Linked DNA regions of Mus musculus: region 2 is linked to region 1. A link is a contact called in public HiChIP or PLAC-seq data. All regions are on one chromosome and are shown on one strand. Each heading gives the region's core, a stretch centred on a gene start, on an enhancer-like site or on the middle of the called end of the contact. The rest is flanking DNA. Distances are from core to core; before and after follow the strand shown. Region 1 overlaps Jam3 (junction adhesion molecule 3). Region 2 holds the start of Jam3 (junction adhesion molecule 3).

Evidence for each region. HiChIP or PLAC-seq counts read pairs in DNA pulled down with a chosen protein or histone mark.
Region 2: a contact with region 1 is called in an H3K27ac HiChIP or PLAC-seq map of epiblast stem cells. The contact joins the promoter of Jam3 here to the enhancer-like site in region 1. A contact is called at or near these places in 2 of 39 promoter capture datasets (embryonic stem cells and macrophages), 8 of 484 Hi-C or Micro-C datasets (cerebral cortex, cortical neurons, embryonic fibroblasts and 5 more), 7 of 115 datasets of contacts at active chromatin or transcription factors (embryonic forebrain, embryonic hindbrain, embryonic midbrain and 4 more) and 3 of 9 other capture datasets (adipose tissue, liver and pancreatic islet).

Annotation. Positions count from the first base shown.
Region 1 is chr9:27,118,400-27,123,453 of GRCm38.p6, reverse strand. The region is part of intron 1 of Jam3 (junction adhesion molecule 3); the gene reads left to right. Among named protein-coding and RNA genes, the nearest start is that of Jam3, 34 kb to the left of the region's middle. Within about 2 kb of position 1,998, at least 17 of the 459 cell types and tissues checked have an H3K27ac peak or open chromatin away from gene starts, as enhancers often do. A contact at or near this core is called in epiblast stem cells, where this site is marked.
Region 2 is chr9:27,151,992-27,156,817 of GRCm38.p6, reverse strand. Jam3 (junction adhesion molecule 3) reads left to right here and starts at 1,397. Exons shown (of 9, transcript NM_023277.4): 1 at 1,397-1,527. The coding sequence starts at 1,452.

The DNA.
Region 1 (5,054 bases), core at 749-3,248:
TAAATCCAAGTCAAAATGGCCGTGAGCACTGGAGTGAGAGCTCAAAATCCACGGCATCACACCGCTGCTTCTGAGACACTTGGCTTTTATATAAACATCTTCTGAGCAAAACAGTGAATGAACTGAGCTTAAAATTAATTCTCCAGAATCATAGAGATGTCTTATGCCTCTTTACAATAAACGGTGCTCAGTGTGAGCGGTCAGCATGCTGCTGTGCTTGGTGATGCTTATAATTAAGGAAGATGATGCCCCTGACAGGTTGCAGTGTAAACACGTTGCTTCTCTATTCTTCTCCTGTAAAGTAGAACAATCAGAAGCAGCTAACAGTGATGTCTTAGTGAGGGGCTTCTCAAGTATTACTCGGTGGAATGCTGAGTTAATGTGGCATTATTTACAGAATGGTTTTGACATTCAGATGCAAATTAAACTGTGGATTTTCCACTCCAGTTCCATAGTAAGTGCTGTGCCCTGGGAACCACTGAGTATCCCATGGAGCATCATTAAGTAGGTTCTTGATTCTATAACTGTAAGTCCAGAATTCAGCTTCAGCAGTGATTCTCAGACTGTGGGTCCTGAACCCCTGGGGGTGTCAAAGGACCCTTTTATAGGCGTTACCTAAGACCACCCTACATATCAGTGATTTATATTTAATATTTACACTGGTTGCGAAATTACATTGTGAAATAACACCAAAAATAACTTTAAGATGGGATTATCACAACAGGAAGACATGTATGATAGTCACAGCATTAGAAAGGTTGAGAACCCCTGAGCTATAGTGTGCAGTCAGCATTCTCCTGTTTATGTTACTTAACTTGTTCTGGACTTAACAGCTGTTCTGGAGTGGCTGTGGTCGCTCTCAGGAGACCCTCAAGCAGCCTGTTAATCCTTTGTAGTGGGGGACTCTGACTACCGGACTCACAAGATCCTCAGTGTGTCTCCTTCCCTGAGGTTAGATAAGAGGTAAACACTTGGTACAGGGGACTCTAGAGTGGCATCGCTGCCTGTGAGTGTGTGGGGATTCTTTAAGGGTGTAGCTTTTTGTGGGTTATTCGTGCTTACGGTGGACTCCAGTTGGGAAGCAGCTACAAGTTGCTCTGGGGACTTCCTTGAGATGCAGCTGCCTGTGGTGCTTTGAATATGCTTGACCCAAGGGAAGTGGCATTATTAGGCGGTGTGGCCTTGTTGGAATAGGTGTGGCCTTGATAGAGGAAGTGTGTCACTGTGCAGGCAGGCTGTGAGGTCTCCTAGGATTCAGGCTTCTGCTCAGTGGGGGAAAGATACCCTCCTCCTGGCAGCCTCTAGGTCAAGATGTAGAACTCTTGGCTCCTCCAAACCCATGTCTTCCTGCACACTGCCATGCTTCCTGCCCTGATGATAATGGACTGAACCTCTGAAACCGTAAGCCAGCCCCCATTAAATATTGCTATTTTGTGTGTGTGTGTGTGTGGTTTTTTTTTTTGACACAGGGTTTCTCTGTATAGCCCTGGCTGTCTTGGAACTCACTATGTAGACCAGGCTGGCCTCGAACTCAGAAATCTGCCTGCCTCTGCCTCCCGAGTGCTGGGATTAAAGGCATGCGCCACCACACCCGGCAAATATTGCTTTTATATCAGTTGTCTTGGTCATGGTTTCTTTTCACAACAGTAAAACCCAAACTAAGACACTACCTTTGAGTCAGTCATGAATAATCTTAGTAGATATTGGTTCTCCAGCCTGGACTTGCATAGGACTGTTTCTTTGGCCCTTTTTACATAGTGTGTATAGTTACTGAGTTTTTAAAATGGTTTACATTATGTACGCGTGTGCATGTGTAAGTGTGTGTGTGTGTGTGTGTGTACATATGTACATCTGAGAGTAGTGCCTACAGCGCTCTGAAGAGGGCAGAAACTGGTAATGGCAGATGTAAGCTGCCTCATGTGGGTGCTGGGAGTCCAGCTCAGGTCAGCTGTAAGAGCAGTTTGCGCTCTTAATTGCTGAGTCATCTCTCCAGCTGCTTGCTGATTGTTTGTTTGTTTACCGTCTCCCCAGGAAGTGATGCAATAGCTCTAGATCCTAAAGTTGAGAACATTGGGGTGTGACCCAAGACGTTAGGAATTTCGGCTTGTCTTCATGTAGAATGTCTGGGTTTAGACGAGGCATTCCTTTTTCTCTGGAACCAGGAAGTATTGTAAGTATAATAGAAAATAAGCGAGCTTCTTGGTGCTTCTATCGGGACATAGTGTTCTTTTGGTAGGGCTTTCCATCCACTACAGCAGTACCTCTCACTAGCTTAAAAAGCAATCAGATCATAATACTGGGCTAATTTTTTCATTATTTCAGTTTTTATTGAGTATTCGCTATATAGTAGGAATTTTATGAGTTGTTATATGCAACCCTTAATGATGTCAATTCCTTTATAAGATAGGCACTCATTTCAGTTTCTCATAAATGAGAAACAGTAACACCCCAAGTGTATGATGGATGGTGGTGGGCCTCTATTCACCCAGGTCCAGAAGCACAGCGTCAGCTACTGTCAGTGAACGGTTCACTTCTCAAGAGTCCCACAGCAGCACAGTTACGAGCCCGTTACATGCTAATTCCTGTGCAAGCTTCGATGGCTGGGGGTGATGGGGGTGGTGGTGGCCAGAGTGCTCTCTTTCAGGTGCCCTTGACTGGAGTGCTTCGTTAACGAACTTGTGATTTATTCAGGAGCTCTGGACACTCTAGCTCCTTCCTACCACATACATGACAGCATACTAAGTTTTCTTTAGTACCAGTCTGCTGCTTCAGTCCTCCCAGGAGGCAGGGTTTCTAGTCTCCATCCTTCCTTTCTCACTCTGAAGATGTCAGTTATCATCTTATACGTGTGAAGACAGATTGTGTTAACTGTGTGTGGCTTATGCACTCTGCTCGCCTGCTCTTGGAGACCCTGTTGGGTTTCTCCCCTTCACCTGATCCACAAGTGACGACATATCCTGCTGAGTGAATTTCCAAGTCTGCAGTTTGGGTGCTCACAGTAGGCACCTTCTAGGATAGTTGGGAGGAATATAAAAGTTGTTTAGGAAAGTGGTGGCTGGCACAGAACAAGCACTCGAGGGAATTCTATATAAGAATATATGTAAATATATATGCATAAAATTGATGTACATACATAAATATAATAGTTTAGATTGTCTGGTTTGAAACACATTTCCATTTTTGACGCTGAATATACAGCGTTTTTGGGTGGGGGAAGGTGGAAGTTGGTGATGATTGGTTTGGGATTTTGTTGGTTTGCTACTCTGTTGCCCTGGCTGGCCTGAATCTCATTGTGCAGCCCAGGTTGGCTTCACACTTGTATCTTTCCTGCCTCAGTCTCTACAGTATGGGATTACAGGCATTTGTTACCATGCTTATTCATATAGCCCATTTTAAGTTGCTTTTCTGTGATGAGAATGTTGACGTGAGATTGATTTCTCAGTGAGGCCGTTTTCCCTTCCCCTCCCTCCCCTCCACCTTTCTTTTATGCGGTAGATGAAACTCGGGCCTCCTATATGCTACGTTAATGCTGTTATGTAGCTACATCTTACCCTGTTTTCCTTTTTTTTTTTATGATTTTTTCATCTATTTTATTTCCTTAGGATTCTACAGAGACAGCAGAAAAATGAAACCTTTCATGGATGTCTTCAGTTAGTTGAGTTAAAAATTGGTATTGTTGGCTAGGATGCCAGTATGGGGAATACAGGAAGGGTGTAAACGGGGCAAACTCATTTCCCTTCCCTCAGCCTTCCCTAGGAAGACATGGTTGTATTAGTTCATCTCTGTTCTCCAGTTACTGTTTTAATCGGTTCACGGTCAGTATGAACTTTTGGGTTTGGAGTTTAAAAAAAAAACAAACAGTTGAGGTATAAATTGCCATATGACAAACTGTGTATATTTTAAATATGTAATATCTAGCTTGGTAAATTTAGCATATATGAAAGGCCTTGCAACCACTACCACATCAAAAATAGTGACTAGAGCCACGATCTCCGGGTGCTTGCAGTGGACGTAGCCACCAGTCTGGCTGTCCCCAGGGGGTCTCCCACCATGTGCAGGGTTTCCTCCCAGACACATGTGTCACCACAAGAATCCTAGTCTTTCCATGTGATCTCTCCCTTTGTCACCCCTTCTTTACTGCACCCCTGCTTCTTGGGCACTGCACACATACTTGTATGTATACTAGTTTGGATTTCCTGCAGGTTTAAAAGGGGTTTTATTTGTTCAAAAATTCTTTATTTTGTGTATGAGTGTATCAGTCTCTGTGTGTGTGTGTGTGTGTGTGTGTGTGTGTGTGTGTATGTGTGTGTGTGTGTATGTGTGTGTGTGTGTGTATGTGTGTGTGTGTGTGTGTATGTGTGTGTGTGTGTGTGTGTATGTGTGTGTGTGTGTGTGTGTATGTGTGTGTGTGTGTGTGTGTATGTGTGTGTGTGTGTGTGTGTGTATGTGTGTGTGTGTGTGTGTATGTGTGTGTATGTGTGTGTGTGTGTGTGTGTGTGTGTGTGTGTGTGTGTACCTGAGTGCAGTGCCTGCAGAGGGCAGAAGACTGAGCTGCCGGATCTCCTGGAGCTGGACTTACAGGTACCTATGAGCTGTCATGTTGGTTCTAAGCCAGAACGTGCTCTTAGCCCAACCACTGAGCCCTCCCACCAACCCCTGTTTCCTAAGTGTTCTATAGCTGGATGAAACCTGGAGAACTCTTGGATCCGGCTTCTCTCACCCAGCCCAGTTACCTGAGCTTCATCTGTGTGCTGCATTAATTAGTTCAGCCTTTTTCTTGATGCACAGCAGCATGTTGTGAGACAGCACCAATTGTGTGCTCCCAATATTGACCAGAATTGGGATGATTTTAAGTTCTTAGTAACATATGTAATACACACACACATGTATAGTTGCTCTGAATATAATTTCATCCTCTTTTGTATGTAAGGTAATATGGCTAGGAAAGTAGGCATATTTCAAATTTTCAGGTCAGTTCTGCAAATTGCTTTGTATTTTCACTGGCAGCCCAGGGGAAATCAAAAGTTTGATGTCTGTATCAACAGTTGTGGTCA
Region 2 (4,826 bases), core at 148-2,647, 34 kb before region 1:
TATTTCCTACTATTCAGAATTCAGAGCAAGGCTAGTAAAATGGCTTAGTGGGTACCACTCCTCGATCCTAAAGCCTGGAAACCTGAATTTGATCCCTGGAATCCCTGTAAAGGTGGATGAAAGTCAATTTCATGAACTCTGACCTCCACATCATCAACTCTGACCTCCATATGCTCATTGTGGCATATACCTCCTGTCATGTACTCCTGTACTCATACAAAGGTGATGATGGTGATGGTGATGATGATAAAATAACGAACCCTTTTTAAAATGAAAAAGAAGGCTGGGGAGATGGCTCAGCAGTTAAGAACACTTGCTGCTATTCCAGAGGACCCAAGTTCAGTTCTCAGCACCCACACCAGGCATACTATTTGTTAACTCTGCGCCTCTGGCCTCTCAGGGAACCCACACTTATTTTCACACATCTCACATGCAGATATACACACATACATATTGTTAAATTTATAAAAAATTTAAAGAATCCAGACATGGTAGTGCTTGCCTTTAATACTAACTCTTGGAAGCAGACAAAATTGGGCTTATGTGAGTTTGAGGCTAGCCTGGTCTATTTAGCCTTCAAGTTCCAGGGTGGCCAGGTCTATATAAGTAAAACTGTCAAAAAAAAAAAAAAAGTAAAAAATTCAATGGCAAGAATTACCCCTGTATTGTGTAGGATAAACTGTTGGGGATACCAGTATCCTTTAGCTCTACCATAGAAATGAATTATCCTTCTACATCAACTTATTGCATTTATGTACTTGGCGTATCTTGCTAATATTTATGCAGATTTCAGCATTTTCTCCTTTCATTACTTTTGGAATCAGGACCTCTATAGGTGTGAAAATACTGTTTCAAAAATTGTCATGATTTTATTTGTAAAATAACACACATTTCCTTAAAAATGATTTATTTTATTTCATGTGTATGAGTGTTGTGCTTGCATGTTTAGTGCCACACACCACAAGCATGTTTAGTGCCGTCAGAGGTCAGAAGAGGGCGTCAGATCGCCTGGAACTGGAGTTACAGGTGGTTGTGAACCACAATATGGGTGCTGGGAATGGAATCTGGGTCCTTGTAAGAGCAACAGGTGCTCTTCACTGCTGAGCCATCTCTCCAGCCCCATCATTCCCTAAATCTTAATGGAGTAATCCTTCTTAGATCTGTAGCGATAATCTACAGTTTCATAAATCTACCCCGCCTCCCTCCCAGACACGCTTTTTAATTCTCTTCCCGCTAAGTTCATCGACAGAGGTAGCACCTGGAAGCACTGAGCATCTTTGCATCCATAGCAACCAGACTTGAGCTTTCTCGGTCACTATGGTGCCGGCTCGGCCGAGGCCGCGTGGTCGCTATGGAAACTGGAGGCGGGTCGCAGGGTCCAAGCAGGCTGGGCGCATGCGCACGAGGCCGGTTCTCCGCTCCGAGCCTGAGCCCCTCACATTCCCCTCGACATGGCGCTGAGCCGGCGGCTGCGACTTCGACTGTACGCGCGGCTGCCTGACTTCTTCCTGCTGCTGCTCTTCAGGGGTGAGTTGACGCTTCAGTGCCGCTAGGAAGTGTGTGGTCTGTGCCGATGGGGACAGAGCGGCCCGGGCCGCGGTGGAATAGCGGTTTCGGCTCCCACGACTCCAGGTCCGGCCGAGAAGCTGAGGGGTGGCCTCTGCGGGAGCGTGGCGGGCGAGGCTCCGTGAGCGGTCGGGTCGGGTCCGGTCTCGGGCAGACCCGCGTGGATGCGGCTGGTCCCGTACAGGGACACGGCCCTCTAGAAGGACCGTGGCAGATGCCTCACGGGCTCTAAAACTTGCTGGAGGAAACACCCCATCAGCAAGCAGTGTGGTACCCAGAAGTCGTGGAGGACAAGCGGCTTGGGAAGCTCCAGAGGCCTGTCCTCCCAGGAGCTGCTAGGGTCAACAAAGAAGCTGAACTGGGCAAGGCCAGCCAGCCTTGTGCGGAGATGGGGACTGCACAGGGATGAGCATCTTTGTTGCAGCGTGGTGGAGGAGACCCTGACTCCCAAATAGCATCTGGATCATTTGATCCCGACACACTGCTAAACTTGAAAGTTTTGCTCATTTCTTTCCAGTGGAATTCCTGGGAGACAGTATCTCCCTGGTCGGTTGGGCGAAAAGCACTGTAAAGTTTACTTTGCAGTTACTTTCCATAAATACCACAGGGCACTTCGAAGCTATTATCTCAGTCCTTAAAACAGCTCAGTGAAGTGGGTTTGTGAACCCATTTTTAGAGGCGAATATTAGTCTTCTTTAAAAAAATTTTTTTCATTAAGAACTGACGGCCAAACAAGTAGTGGCAAACTTAAGGTTTCATAAGGCACCACTCCTTCTTCAGAAGGTAACCCAACCCGGACCACTCCTCAACCCTTGGTTTGTTCCTTGGCTTTGCTGACGCCTACGATGTTCTCCAGAGTATACAAATTAATACACCAAAGCACTGTTGGGAGTGGGGGGTGGTCAGGCAAGAAGACAAAGCGCTTTTGTGTTTGACGCTTATTCTAGTGGGGTGCTCAGGGTGGTGGTAGAAAACAGGGGCTCTGGTGCAGAAGTGTTGGAAACAGGCTTCTGTAGCAAGGATGAGGCTTAGCATACATTTTTTTTTTTACCATATATTTTGCTTGATTTTAAATTTTAAAGCCAAATGCAGTTGGGAGATAGAGCTGACCCGAGGCTAGCCAGGGGACAGGAGTGTCAGCAATGTCCAACTCCCACTGTGCTGGTGCCACTGGCACGTACTATTCACAGACTAGAACAACTCCCTATTGTTGGAGAGATTCCCTCACATGAAATTCTGCAGTTTTTATTGGAGAAAATATTTTGCAGTTGACTTGAGGGATGAATTTCTTCATGATGATTTGTTAGTAGAAGTAGAGACGGCTAAGGGCTCCATAGACTCTTGTCTCAGATGCTGCCCCTCAGGCGGGGTTTAAGTTGGTGGGTTTCTTGGTATTGAGGGATGGGATTTACTTCCATTCCATAGGAATTACAGTAGATATTTGTAATCTAGGATTGAAGGCAAGATGAGGTGCCAGCTGTAGCTAGCTTGCTTGCTTTCTTTCTTTCTTTCTTTTTTTTTTTTTTCCCCGAGACAGGGTTTTTCTGTGTAGTCCTGGCTGTCCTGGAACTCACTCTGTAGACCAGGCTGGCCTTGAACTCAGAGATCTGCCTGCTTCTGCCTCCCAAGTGCTGGGATTAAAGGCGTGCGCTAGCACTGCCCGGCTGTAGCTTTCTTGTTAAAGGAAGGAATTTCCTATTATATAGTTTTTACCTTACGTCTACCTTAAAGCTGGAGAGGTACTCAGTGAATACAAAGGAGTACTGTGGCAGAGGACCCAAGTTCTGTTCACAGCACCAACTTGATGGCTCAACCAGCACACAGCTTGAGCCTCGGGGTATCTGACACACTTCTCTGAGCTCTGTGGGCGCTCAAATTCATACATGCATGTGGGCCCTTCACACAGAAGTAAATGTAAAATTAGCCTTTAAAGACGTGTCATCTTCATAGGGGACAGCTGTGCCTTCTTAATTTTTAGGATTACACTTTTCACTTGGTATCTCTGTGTACCATTTTCATTTAAAAATGCTAGCTCCTGCCTTCCTGCCTGCTGTGACTCATGTTTGTAACCCCAGTGCTCTGCAGGCTGAGGCAGGAGGATCACTGAGCTCCAAGGCATTCCGGGATCCACAGTGAGTTCCAGGTTACCCTGGGGTAGCATGAGACAGCAAAAACTTACAAATTCTAATTTGTATGTGGTGACACATGCCTATAATCCCAGGCCTTGAGGGGCAGAGAGAGGCAGGGGGATCACTGCCAGTTCTTCAAGTCCAGCCTAGGCTACATGGCAAATTCAAGGCATGCCAGGGCTACCCAGAGACCATATTCCAAAAATTAAAAAAGATAATTCCTAACATAGTAAACATTCCATGTGATTGCCCTTCCTGGGCTGTATTATGAGACCTTAGTGTGAATTATTTCATTTAATTTTGATAACTTAAGACTGTGTTATTATTTTTCCTGACTTGTGTATGAAGAAACCAGCATGCAGAGGTCAGGCTCTGGAGGCGGTACCTCAGGCACGGAAAACCTGGAAGTCTCTAGTCTGTGGCAGCTCAGTCTTTGGCTACTTGTTTATTGTGTCTGACAGTGGACATTCTTATTATGGATCAGTTTAGTAAAATGATCACACATTCAAAGACATACTGTTTGTATGTGTATAATATTCCTTTGTGAGGTGGATGGCTGGTCCGATTCAGCCTTACAGATGTTAGGCCGCGTCCCCTTTTTGAGTGATTATGTAGCAAGTCAGTAACTTTCCAGAACTTTCGGTGTACCAGAGAACAGACTTTATTTAGAACCAGAACAACAGTTTGCAGTCTTGAAGACAGTTTCTTCTGTTTACTTAGACTCCTGAGACATGTTTTATAATGTCCTACATTGATTGATTGCTTGATTGAACTCAGGGCCTTGAACATATAGCTCCTGCCTTTTTATGGCATTTTATTTCCTTTTGATCACTTGATTGTCACAGTCATTTTCAGGGTTGTATGTGCCCTTTAAGAAAAACAGAGGACAGCTGATCCCAAAACATGAAATACTTGGAAGGAACCACTGCTCATCTTCAAATGACTTGTTTATGGTCAGGCTACAGGCTGAGGAGACTGAGTGGATAGTTGGTAGGGATCTTAGTCATTAAATAATTGCAGTGTTAAACTCAGTAGTCACAGAGCTCCATCTCCTAAAGTTTAGTGGAAGGTGCTCTCCAGGCAGCCCCCAAGGGATAGCCCTAAGTCCATTTTCTGAAAGGCAGCGGATGC